4 separate regions of the Mus musculus genome follow, and all the other regions are linked to region 4. The links are chromatin contacts, called in public promoter capture Hi-C maps. All regions are on one chromosome and are shown on one strand. The core of a region is the stretch at or near the end of the contact, and the rest is flanking DNA. Distances in the headings are between cores, read along the strand shown. Region 1 holds the start of 4930573C15Rik (a long non-coding RNA gene). Region 2 has its middle 19 kb from the start of Gm34700. Region 3 holds the start of Gpr12 (G-protein coupled receptor 12). Region 4 holds the start of Flt3 (FMS-like tyrosine kinase 3).

Evidence for each region. Promoter capture Hi-C pulls out the DNA fragments that hold promoters and counts their contacts.
Region 1: a promoter capture Hi-C map of hippocampal neurons shows a contact between it and region 4, with 5 times the contacts expected there. The contact joins the promoter of 4930573C15Rik here to the promoter of Flt3 in region 4. A contact is called at or near these places in 6 of 39 promoter capture datasets (the 3T3-L1 cell line, cranial neural crest, hippocampal neurons and 2 more), 3 of 115 datasets of contacts at active chromatin or transcription factors (acute myeloid leukemia, large pre-B cells and pancreatic cancer cells) and 4 of 9 other capture datasets (adipose tissue, embryonic stem cells, liver and 1 more).
Region 2: a promoter capture Hi-C map of pre-B cells shows a contact between it and region 4, with 5 times the contacts expected there. The contact joins the enhancer-like site here to the promoter of Flt3 in region 4. A contact is called at or near these places in 6 of 39 promoter capture datasets (cranial neural crest, embryonic stem cells, hematopoietic stem and progenitor cells and 3 more), 2 of 484 Hi-C or Micro-C datasets (B cells and the HPC-7 cell line), 2 of 115 datasets of contacts at active chromatin or transcription factors (large pre-B cells and pancreatic cancer cells) and 3 of 9 other capture datasets (adipose tissue, liver and pancreatic islet).
Region 3: a promoter capture Hi-C map of pre-B cells shows a contact between it and region 4. The contact joins the promoter of Gpr12 here to the promoter of Flt3 in region 4. A contact is called at or near these places in 4 of 39 promoter capture datasets (hippocampal neurons, liver and pre-B cells).

Annotation. Positions count from the first base shown.
Region 1 is chr5:146,702,551-146,705,476 of GRCm38.p6, reverse strand. It overlaps 4930573C15Rik (a long non-coding RNA gene), which reads right to left and starts at 1,640. Exons shown (of 2, transcript XR_868703.2): 1 at 1,290-1,640.
Region 2 is chr5:146,680,400-146,683,455 of GRCm38.p6, reverse strand. No RefSeq gene overlaps it. Among named protein-coding and RNA genes, the nearest start is that of Gm34700, 19 kb to the left of the region's middle. Within about 2 kb of position 1,770, at least 51 of the 459 cell types and tissues checked have an H3K27ac peak or open chromatin away from gene starts, as enhancers often do. A contact at or near this core is called in B cells and pre-B cells, where this site is marked.
Region 3 is chr5:146,583,723-146,586,614 of GRCm38.p6, reverse strand. Gpr12 (G-protein coupled receptor 12) reads left to right here and starts at 1,376. Exons shown (of 2, transcript NM_001359056.1): 1 at 1,376-1,870; 2 at 2,490-2,892. The coding sequence starts at 2,505.
Region 4 is chr5:147,399,105-147,401,835 of GRCm38.p6, reverse strand. It overlaps Flt3 (FMS-like tyrosine kinase 3), which reads left to right and starts at 1,347. Exons shown (of 24, transcript NM_010229.2): 1 at 1,347-1,616. The coding sequence starts at 1,571. It overlaps Gm26597 (predicted gene, 26597), which reads right to left and starts at 2,282. Exons shown (of 2, transcript NR_165432.1): 1 at 1,937-2,282; 2 at 1-1,049.

The DNA.
Region 1 (2,926 bases), core at 391-2,890, 700 kb after region 4:
TTAAGTGCTGATTTGAGTGGGAGAACGGGGCATCATTTATATGGTGGGGGAGGGGTGGGTATGTGAGGGTGGGGTACGGTAAGGGTTAGAGGGGCCAAACAGTGAGACTAGTCAGACTCCTGGCAATTCTTGGGAGGCAGACGGATTGTGAATTTTGGGTCAGCCTGGACTACATAGCAAGACCTTATGTAGTAATATAATAATAATAATAATAATAATAATAATAATAATAATAATAGCAACAACAACAACTCATCAATGAAACACTATACACAGCCAATACACAAAGATATCAAAGACATAATGTTGAATGATAAAAAGCCAGAGACTTAAGGGTACCCTGGCTGTGAATACGTTTATTTAACTTCTAAAACCAGATACCACAAATCTACAGCGCTAGACGTTCAGATAATACTTCTGTCGGAGCAAAAGGCTGAGGGGATTGACTGACTGAGTGTGGGAAGGGGATGGGGACACCAGGACACAGGAACGCTCTTCACCAACGATTGTCTGGCTGCTGCATGCACAAACATGTACACACACAACATTCTGTTAGAATGTGTGCATCTTACTATCCACATGACACCAATTTAGAAAGAAAGAAAGAAAGAAAGAAAGAAAGAAAGAAAGAAAGAGAGGGGGGAGGGAGGGAGAGAGAGAGAGAGAGAGAGAGACCATCCTTTTTAGCCACTGAGTAATATCACTGACTGGTTGTCTGCTGGTAGCATGGAACAAAGCCATAGGACAGATTCACCCAGGTACTCAATCAGCCCTTGGGCCTGGGTCAATGGGAGTGGCTATCTGCACATCTCATTTTAGCCCTAGATTTAAAAATTAATTACGTTTGTTTGTCTCCTAGGCACCACTCTTTAAAACAGTAACAATGTGGGCCAGAGAGATGGCTCAGTGGTTAAAAACACTGGCTGTTTTCACAGAGGATCTGGGTTGGGTTTCTGGCTCTCAGTTGGCACACAACCATATTAATCTCCAGATCCAGGGGGAATCTGATGCCCTCTTCTGGCCTCCTTGGGTACTGCATGCATGTGTTGCGCATAGCCACATACAGGCAAACATTCATACACGTAAAATAACCATCCCTTCATCGTACACATAAAATTGTACACATAAAACCACCCCTTCATCATACACATAATATAAAAATAATGATAAAAATCATTTTTAAAATTACAGCAATCTTTGTCCCAGCTGCCATGTGGCCCCTTTCCTAGTTTGGGGAAGGGGGCCTTCAGATTCCTTGAGAAATTCTCATTGCCCTGTGACTCTCTTACTTATGGTAGAAGTGGGGCCAGCCAGACCCTGCTGTCGTTAGCATCAGGTTGAATGGAGACGGAACGGAGCTCTGAGAGAGCTAGCTCCAGGAATGATCAATTCTCAGACATCCACTTTCCAGGAAGTGGAAGGCCTCTGGTCTGCCACGGGGCTGTGCTGGCTTGAGGGCCACTCGGGCTAAGCTGGGTATGGAAGATACTGATTACAAAGCCATTTGTAACCCGTGGTTGGGTAATATAACCATCCCTTCCTCAGCGTGCTGGCCACAGTTCTCTGCCAGGCCAGGAGTTATGGGTTTTTTATTGGTGCTACAGGGGTGATATTTGAGCAGCCTTAGCGCTTAGTCATTTCTGGTTATCAGTGAACTGTAATGTTTCAAACTGCCGGGGGGATGGTCAGAGATAAACTTGGGCCAGCTGCAGACTGAGTGGCGCCTGTGACTGGCTTCACGTGTGTTGTGGATACTCTTTCTATACATCTCTTTCCTCTTTCTCCTCCTCCTCCTCTACCCTTTCCTCCCCTCCTCCCCTTCTCCTTCTCCCCCTCCTCCTTCTCTACCACCAGCACCACCAACTCCCCCCTTCTTTTTAATAAGTTGTGGGATGATACATCATTTTTTTTAACCTAGACATATGTATAATGAAAAAAAAAACCCTCAGATGCAAAGGTGAGAGATGGTCCTATTGACAGCTGTTTCCTTCTTTGCTTTTCCTTCTCTCTTGCTTCTCAGTCATTTGGCCTAGAACAAGTGGATTTGGGGGACAGAATTGACCAGAAAAAAAAATTTTTAAGGCAGTCAGTTCAGGGCTGGAACAGGGCATGTCTCTTCAGATTTCTGAGCTCAAGGCCAGCCTGGTCTACAGAGTGAGTTCCAGGACAGCCAAGGATACACAGAGAAACCCTGTCTTGAAGCCCGCCACCCCCCCCCCCAAAAAAAAGAGAACCAAATAGACTTTGTAGCCACATCAGTCTCCTAGGTACATCACAAGGGCTGCAGGTACAGATGTTACATCGTATCCAAACAAGATGATCTCTGAGGTCCTCTAACTGCCCCGGGAAGCACACTGAAACGTCTCCAGGGGAATCTGCAGGGTAGCTCATGTTTGTGTCAGTTTGATCTCTAGCGAAGGGCATCTGGATCCTTCCTCGAGAAAACCGAGAAAACCATGGTGTGGCAGGTGAGGACCCTGAATGTCTTTAACGGCAGCACTTGAGAGGCAGAGGCAGGAGGATCTCTTTGAGTTTGAGTGCATCCTGCTCTACGTAGCATGTCCCAGACTATCAGGGGGTTACACAGTGAGACTCCCAAAGTCTTCCCCTTGACCTGCAGAGGTCTCTTATTTTATTTCAATGGTGTCTCTCACTTATGTACCTAGTAGTGCATTTGGTTGTAAGGGAGTGAGAAAAATTCCACTCTCTACAGTTAAAGGGGAAAGTCTGGCAGCTGCAAAGGGGGGAAGCAGGTCTCCAAGCAGGTCTCTGAACGTAGGGTACTGACAAGATCGTTGGACACTTTAAACCATTCATACCATTCCTGGGGCTTATGGGAACCCCTTAAACAGCACCTTTTCTCTTTGCCTTTACCCAAATAATATCTTAAAATAACCTCTGTTGCACCCCTAGTGCCAGGCTGAGT
Region 2 (3,056 bases), core at 521-3,020, 720 kb after region 4:
GTGGCCTTCATGCTGAGGATTTCTAGCAGGGGGAGGGGAGGGGCTTTCTGAATCTGGGTAAAGAATCCAAACACATCTAATCTCAGGGTTTGGTGAAACTCTTTGCTTAGAGGCTTTATGGCCGAAGGGAATTGATGGTTTGTGTTTGCTTTTCAAATAAAGGGACCTCGGAGGCAGAAGAGGGCATTTTCCGTGGATCTGCTGACTTCTGAAATCTGAAGCCCTCTTCCTTATCTGTCCGGTTTATTACAGGTTTCATAAACGTTTTATGGCCATTGCTGAGGCACTGCTGACTAGGGCGGTGGCAGCTGTCCCCCAACTTTCCACATTGTTGCCAGGATCAAAGGACAGATTTACCACCTGATAAGATAGGGTGGATAAGACACAGCAGGTCCTGTACTGACTTCTTGCCTGCATGCACTCAAGCAAACAGAACTGACTAGATCTGAAGCCTCCCACCTCCCTTACCTGCAGCCTCTTACCATCAGCCATAGAGACCACTGGGCCTTCCTGGTAATTCTGGCCCCTCCAAGTTGACAGTGAATTTCCCCCTCTTTGTCAACATTTTAGGATGTAAAACACGAAGGGTATCTTTTCAAGACATCAGTGTATCTATACCTTCAGTGATTTTTTTTCCTGGAATTTAAAAAAATACCTGAGCCCTTTAGTCAGTCTCCATTCTGCTGGGGCAAATGACATTCATTTGAAAGCAGGTTCTGTGGAGGGGAGGGGGAGGGTTGAGGGGGAAGAAAAAAGAGAAAGAGTGCATGAAAATAATTTATGGCCAAATAAATCATTTCGAGAGCGTTTATATTTTCAGGTAGAGAAATTGTATTGACTTTACTTCTTGCCATTGTTGACTTTGCTACAACTGCCCTAACAATCGTTGACAATGCCCTTTTAATTTGTGTCATTACAATTGAACACTGGGAACTCCCGTTATTGCTAGAAGCCTTTAAAAATGGTTTTGTTATTCTTCTCTTCTCTTTTCCTTTCCTTTCTTTCTTTATTTTAAGAAAAAAAAATCCCCCCTCCATCCTTTTAACCCAGTTGGCCTGCTTACATTACAGGGACAGGAGTGGGCATGGGGGTAGACAGTACAGACACAGGGCACAGTCAGACATGGACCATGAGACACCTGCCTATTGAGGCAATAATTTGGAGGAAGTGAGGGGTGTTTAAGCACCAAGGCTGCCTCAGCAGACTCCCCTTTTTTTAGTCCTAGGAAGGTCACACAGTAGGTGCCCAGGAACCCTGCAGTTTTCTGTGTTGCACTTCCCACACTCACTCCCTTCACCCCACCCCAAGGTGCCCCTGAGCCCTGAGCACCCTGAGTTTTCTCTGCTGTGTCTTCCTTGAGCCTTCAGCAAGGCTGGCTCCTCCCCGCTCTGTGTGTCTCCCTTTTTGGAGCACTTACTGTGTGCCAGGCAACACAAGTAAGAAACTGTCAAGACTGACTGTATGCTCCAGGTAGAGAATCTTAACACTGCCCACTGCTTAGAGGGCATCGGGAACAAACTCTTGGTCTAGACAGAGAGAGGTTGGTGCCCCTGAAAGATGTAGGAGCTGGGTGTGGTGGCACACACGCGTGGAACCCCAGCACTTGAGAGGTAGAGACTGGAGGGTCAGGAGATCCTCATGTGGAGGCCATGACTCCTTTCAAGAGTCAAGTGTTGAGCTCAGGAGCACAAACACTGGACCCGAGGCCCTTCCCCAACACAGCTGCACAGCTGTGGGCCACAGTGCAGAGCCAGGGTCCCCAGGGACAGACGGTCTACTGGTTCCTCTTTCCTGCCCCCGAAAACACAGAACACACTTCCCTCCAGGGTCCCCTGAACCAGTGGTTTTCAGCTGTCCTGATGCTGCGACCCTTTAATACGGTTCCGCATGTTGTGGTGACCCCCCCCTCCCCCCCAACCATAAAATTAATTCCGTTGTTGCTGCTTTATAACTGTAATTTTGCTACTGTTATGAATCTCAATGCAAATATCTGCTTTACAGGATATCTCATATGTGACCCATTTGAAAGGGTCGTGACCCACAGGTTGAGAACCTAGACCCTCACCCTCTCAAGTAGTAGGAAGGCAGAGAATGGTGCGCTTCTGTGTAGAGGGACCACAGAAGGCTCCCAGACCCATCCTGGTCTAAAGGAAATAGCCTGCAAGAACAGAGGCAGCGGAGTTCAGACTTCATGGAACCAGCTTCCTGTGGTCCAGTCCAGGGAGACTGCTCTTGGGATTGGGTGGGGTGGGTGCTGGAGGAGGCTAATTATCTATGAAATTGCTTCTGAAACACTATCAGCCCTGATTATTGGCCACACGGTTGCATCCTTAAATCAGAGAGTGGTAGGTTTTCTTTCCTTCTTTTACAGAGCTGTAAAAAGTCTATGAGCTAGTTGGGCCTGCCACCCTCCCCGCTCCCGCTGTCTCTCTGTTTTATCAATATTGCCATAATTTGACACTTGTGAATAGGGGAAGATTGTAAAGTGTCCGTAGATCCCGTAAACCGTACTAAATACAGATTAGTATTACAACTAAGTTTAAACCCTAGTAAAAGATAATTAAGTTGATGGATGTGGCTGTAAATCTCCCTTTTATCAAGGGCTCGCTCGTGCGGGAGCAGCCTCTAGCTTATTATTTTACAGCATCATTAATGCCTTGGCAGTACCAGTATCTTCCATGGATGCTGCTGCCGGCTGAGCGAGGAGACGGTGGGATGTGCCATGTGGATGCACAAAGCCCTGTGAGCTCCTGCCTTCTTTTCTTTCTACTTTAGAACGGTGCGTGGTTGCGGCGTGACTGCACATGCAGGGGGCTTGCCTGGTGCTCACTGCTAGGCCAGCGGCTCAAGGGCATCTCCCCACCGTAACTCCAGATTACCTTAGGGGGTCCTGGGTACATAAAGACTACCGTATCCAATGCTCAGTTTCCTGACACTTAATCTGGGGCCGCTGCTTGCTACAGAGATGCTTTCCTTTGTGGCCCAGTAATACTGAGCTAGTGAAAAGAAAATGGCTAAACTATGATTAAGGAGGGTCCTGACACAAAAAAGTGTCC
Region 3 (2,892 bases), core at 127-2,626, 820 kb after region 4:
ATTAAGTGTTTGCTTGTATTGTGTGTACCTTGTGCATGTAATGCTCCAGGAGGCCAGAAGAGGGCGTCGTATTCCCTGGAACTGGAGTTGCAGATGGTTGTGAGTCACCTTATACGCGCCTGGAACTGAACCCAGGTCCACTGCAAGAGCAGTCAGAGCATGTAACCACTGAGCCACCTCTCCAGCCCCACATTGCTCATTTCCCATTGCTCTGTTCTAAAAATGCTTCCGCTTATTACAAAGAAATGAAAAGAGACAGGAGCATCCCTTCACAGCAGTACCTGCTACCTGGGATAATGTTGATTTTTGTCTTACCACTGGTCCAGGGTGTGTCTGTGAGTGCTAAGATAATGTCTTCGTGAATTTGTTCACGCAGGCTTTCAAACGGTCCTTGACGCAAGTGATGTCTCCTTTCCATACACACGACTATTAAACTCCATAGAACCTCGTTTCTTAAAGTGTGACCCGCAGGTCGGCATCACCAGCATCTTGGGACTGACGCCGGGACCCCAACCCCAGAACTGCTGGTTTCTAAGTCAAGTTTCAGAAGTGTTGCCGCAGGGAATACAGGACTCAGAAAGAGTCCTGGAGCCTTTTGGGGGACATGAGAAGACTCAGCAGAAAACTCAACAGCTCCACGTGTCCCAAAGCAGAATGTCCAGGGAGAGAGTTCAGAAGCAGTGTGAGAGCTCAGGTTGGGCGGAACGGATCTGCTGCATTATGGCAAGGTCACACCGGGTTTAGTGTGTTGCCTTAGTGAGAAAGGGGGAAGGGGCGGCTAGAGGAAGGTTGTAACCAGGGAGGTGAAGGGAGGGTTTTGGTACCAGGAGCATGACACGGTAGAGACAGCTGCTGATGGATGCGCGCGGGGCTGGGGCTGGGGTGGGGGAACATGGGGTAAAAAGAGATCTAAGACTTGGAGCCTGGTAGGCTGGAGTAGGAATTTCAGTGAGACACAGGGGAGGCAGATGCATCTGATGATAACCCCATATGAAGGGTCCTCAGGATCCTTTGCCTTGCACAACATTGAGGTCACACGGAAATAGGACTTTTCTCCTCCCACCTTTAGGCTGGAGAGCGTGATTAAATTTAAGATCTGATCCGGTTCCAGGATGAGAGACACAGGCTAGTCCTTTTCCGGCAGGCAACCTTCAGGATCTTAACCCTAGACTCCGCGGATGAGGTACAGGAAACAATAAATTAATAAGTGTCACTTGGGTACTTAAATGAATTGGGTTTGGGCCAGTGCCTGAAGGAAGCTTTTGCAAGAATGCCCTAAATGATTTCCACTCGCGAACGGCTCCGAGAGTGCCTAATAAGTGCAGCTGGGCGATCTAAGTAGCAGCAGCTCCTATCCAGTTAAGCGAACGTCCCCAAGGGAACAATAATTTGCAGACCGGCCAACTGCAATCTAAGAGAGGGAGTCGCTTGCTGTTGTAAGTCTCCTCCGCCAGCCCTAACCTGCTTACCCCGCATTCCTCCTGTTCATCCCGAAAACCCGGCCGTTTACAATTCTTTAGGGGAAAGCATAAGAAGCCGAGCCCCAGGGTCAAGGGCGCCTCGGGGAAGCCACAGGATCAAAGTAGGTCGCCAGACTCTCCGGCCGTTCGAGTGGGTCTTCGCATGACTGTTGCAGGCGGGCGTCCACGGTGGCGGGCTCCCGCCCCTCACGCAGCTGCGACCTGCGGGGGCGCGCGCAGCCTCGTGGGGTTCCCGCGGATGCGCGCCCGGCGGGGAGCGCGGAGGGCGGAGAGCCGGGCGCGAGCACCGCAGCTCACCTGCCGCGGGCGCCACCACGGACGTGCCACGCGGGTGGCCCGAGCTATTCGGCAGCACTGAAGGAGCCACCCCTCGGCCAGGGCGTGCCAAGGTGACCCCCGGTAACCCCCTGCCCCGCAGGCTGCGCGTCCCCGCTGCTAGGGGAGCGGTGCCAAATGCATGCATATCTTTCTCTCTGTCTGTCTGGGCACCTCTGTGGTACACACCTACCTTTTTTGTAGCCCTTGCACTCTGAGCGGTGCACATGGGAGAGACTGGGACCCCACCCCTTTGTTTGAGTCTGGAGGTGTGTTTGGGGGTGTGCTCGCGCGTGAGGTATGTTTGGGAAGGGTGGGAGTTTGGGGCCCTTAAAATATTCCACCCTCCTGCAGACTTGTGGCTGCTGGGCGGTGCTCTCTCAGCAGCCCAGATGTCAAACAGTTGTTGGTTTTCGGCATGGGAGATGCAATTAGCCAATGTCGGTTTTCAGCGTTTTGGCAAGTGTGCGAGTGTGCATGTGCCGCCTCGGGAGTCCTGATCCGTGTTTCCCTCAGAGACAAACAGCATTTCGGTTGCAGACTTTAGCTTTTGTTTTTAATTCCTGAAGCTCGTGGCATTTTGACACTGATAGCTGAGCCCAGGGTTGTCTGTCTTTCTCTGTGTGTTTTGCATGATCTTGGATTGGCACCCTACTGTACCCAAACATTAAAAAGCCTGTCTTTCCGTTGAAGAGGACAGGGGTTAAAATGAACGAAGACCCGAAGGTCAATTTAAGCGGGCTGCCTCGGGACTGTATAGATGCCGGTGCTCCAGAGAACATCTCAGCCGCTGTCCCCTCCCAGGGCTCTGTTGCGGAGTCAGAACCCGAGCTCGTTGTCAACCCCTGGGACATTGTCTTGTGCAGCTCAGGAACCCTCATCTGCTGTGAAAATGCCGTTGTGGTCCTTATCATCTTCCACAGCCCCAGCCTGCGAGCCCCCATGTTCCTACTGATAGGCAGCCTGGCTCTTGCAGACCTGCTGGCTGGCCTGGGACTCATCATCAATTTTGTTTTTGCGTACCTGCTTCAGTCAGAAGCCACCAAGCTGGTCACCATCGGACTCATTGTCGCCTCTTTCTCTGCCTCTGTCTGCA
Region 4 (2,731 bases), core at 98-2,597:
TCCCAAGTGAAGGCTGGCCTCTGAGAACTGTCCTGGGATGGGCTGGACCTAAGCTTTGTCTTCTGGTTCCAGATGAATAACCGATAACCACAGATACACATCTCAGCAGCCTGAGCACCACATGTCTCGGAGAGTGAACTCTCCACACCTGGAAGGTTTTGGGTCTGTGTTTCTTTTTCTTTCCCTTTTTCTTTTTCTTCTTCTTTTTCTTTTACTTTTTTTCTTGCTGATGATATAACCCCGGGCCTTGCAAGAGCTAAGCTAGCAATCTACCGGTGAGCTACATCTCTAGCCCCACAAAGCTATCAGATGATTAAAAAAAAAAAAAGATCCATGAATAGGCTGGAGAGGTAGCTGTGTGGGAATTGCCCTCCCTATTAAAGATGAAATGTGCTGCTTTACATATGTATATTTCTCCGTCTGGCCGCTGATCAGTGGACAGTCTCACTGTGGTGTGCAGGAATGTTGGAATGTTTCTTCATGCTCCTGTTGCAATTCCAGAAGTGGAATCCATGCGTCGGGCACCTGACCTTAAAATGCCTAAAGCACCAAGCCCATGTCATTTTCCACAGTGGCTGCCCGGAGGACGTCACTTTGAAGTTTCCCCTAGCGGGAAGGCTGATAGTGCTGTGGACTGAGTGGAGGAGAAACAGTGTTGTTAGTGTGCTTGTATGCTCTCAGGGGTCATGCCTGAAGAGAAAAACGATGAAAAGAATGAGGAGCGGAGGACTGCTGTGATGGAGCGATATTACTGACGTCATTATGGGGAGAGAACTAGGACACAGAGGACAAATGGCTCAGGAGGGTTCCTTCATGGGGAAGCCAGGGCTGCTATCCTGTGCTTTCAATATTCAGCTTGATGCACGGGAAATAATTGTTACCTAGAGACACTATGAGACTAAAAGCCAGAACTAGGAGGTGACAACTCCAAACATCCTTTGAGGTGCACGGTCTAATTTGTTTGGGTGTCTGTTTAACCTCTCTAATTTATTGACCTTGAAACCGCGTCTGCTTTTCTGGGTCGGAGGTGGATGGGAATCTTGGACATCCTATAAGAAAGGACAGGGAGACAAAGAAAATCAGTCCACAATGCAGATCTACCAGATGTGGAATAAAACTCACGGGGTTACCAGTGTATGGCACCGATTCAGTGCCCATCACGGGACATCAAAGATCCCCGCGCATGAAGAAGGAGGTCTGTGTGTCACCACTCTTCTCACCCTTAGGAGTTTAAAGCAGAGGTCCGGGGACTCAACCACGGAGTCCAGGCAACTTCCCCAGCCGAACCGCACCCAGTCTCCCCTGCCGCAGTCCCGGTGCCAGGAGCGCAGGCTGGGGACCACGGCGGGCACGTGGGATCGGCTGCAGCACTGCGCCAGTTCAGCCCGCCTAGCAGCGAGCGGCCGCGGCCTCTGGAGAGAGGTTCCTCCCCCTCTGCTCTGCACCAGTCCGAGGGAATCTGTGGTCAGTGACGCGCATCCTTCAGCGAGCCACCTGCAGCCCGGGGCGCGCCGCTGGGACCGCATCACAGGCTGGGCCGGCGGCCTGGCTACCGCGCGCTCCGGAGGCCATGCGGGCGTTGGCGCAGCGCAGCGACCGGCGGCTGCTGCTGCTTGGTAAGGCCCCTCACCCCCTCTGCACCCCGGCCGAGCGCGCATCACTCCCTCATACCCACCGCGCGCTCCCCTCGCCGCCGCATCACTCCCCTCTTTCACGTCCCCCCTTTCAAGCGGTGAACTTGGCTTTGGTTTGCCCACCCCTGCCCTCACCCTCCTCCGCAGCGCTCCTCTGCAGCTCAGTCCCCAGGCCACCGCGCCTGGGCTTGGGCTTGGATGCTCCGTCAGCCTCTGAGAGTCTTCTTCAGCAGCGCAGGTGGCCCGAGACTCCCTGACCCGACCTCTGGGTACTATAGATTCTCGAGCCGGTGCGTTCTCACCTCTTTGAGATGTAGGCTGACAGAGCAAACTAATGGGAAAACTGCGAGCATCCTCTGCTAGAGCGGTCATCCCTGCTAACGACCCCCACCTGTACCAATTTTCGCTTCACTCAGTGGCTAGTTACTTTGGAAATACTATGCAAAACAGATTTATAAATTTAAAAACTAGCTACCCTTCCCCTCTCCATACTTTTCTTATTTTAGGATTAAACCCTAGTGACACTTTCAAGGACTCCTAGGACTACTCTCCCAAGTTGCCTGTTCGGGTAGAAGCATAGCTGTGATTGAAAATAGTAACTAACTATAGGGGGGAAAGTCCCCATTCTGCCCAGTTCTAATCGGTCTCGCGTCAGCTTTCTGTTTGGGAAGACAAGGGGGTTGGATTGAGTTGGAGTTGGAGACAGTTCTAGAAGTCGGGGGTGGGGGTGGGGGGAGATCAGGCCCTGCCCTAGTTTTGCAGCCTTCTGAGGCACTCCTGGCTTGGCCTCAGTCTGCCCAGTGGCCTATTTCCCCTTCATTTCCAACATTTAGGATTCTGGCTTGAACCTTCCGTGACAAATAGAGAAAACATTTTGCAACATTAAATGAGCAGAAACGGTTTCCAATTACTTTAAAAAAAAAGATGATAAAATTAAAAAATGTAGGCTATAAAGGAAAAGGATGGGGAGAACGCTGTACCTTTCTTAAGCGAGTTGATGCACAGGGACATCTCAAACGCATGGCGTGGCGTGCTTTTCTTTTCAGGCTCTATTAATGCAAAATGGTTAGCTTTGGCTGTGTATGAGATTAGATTAG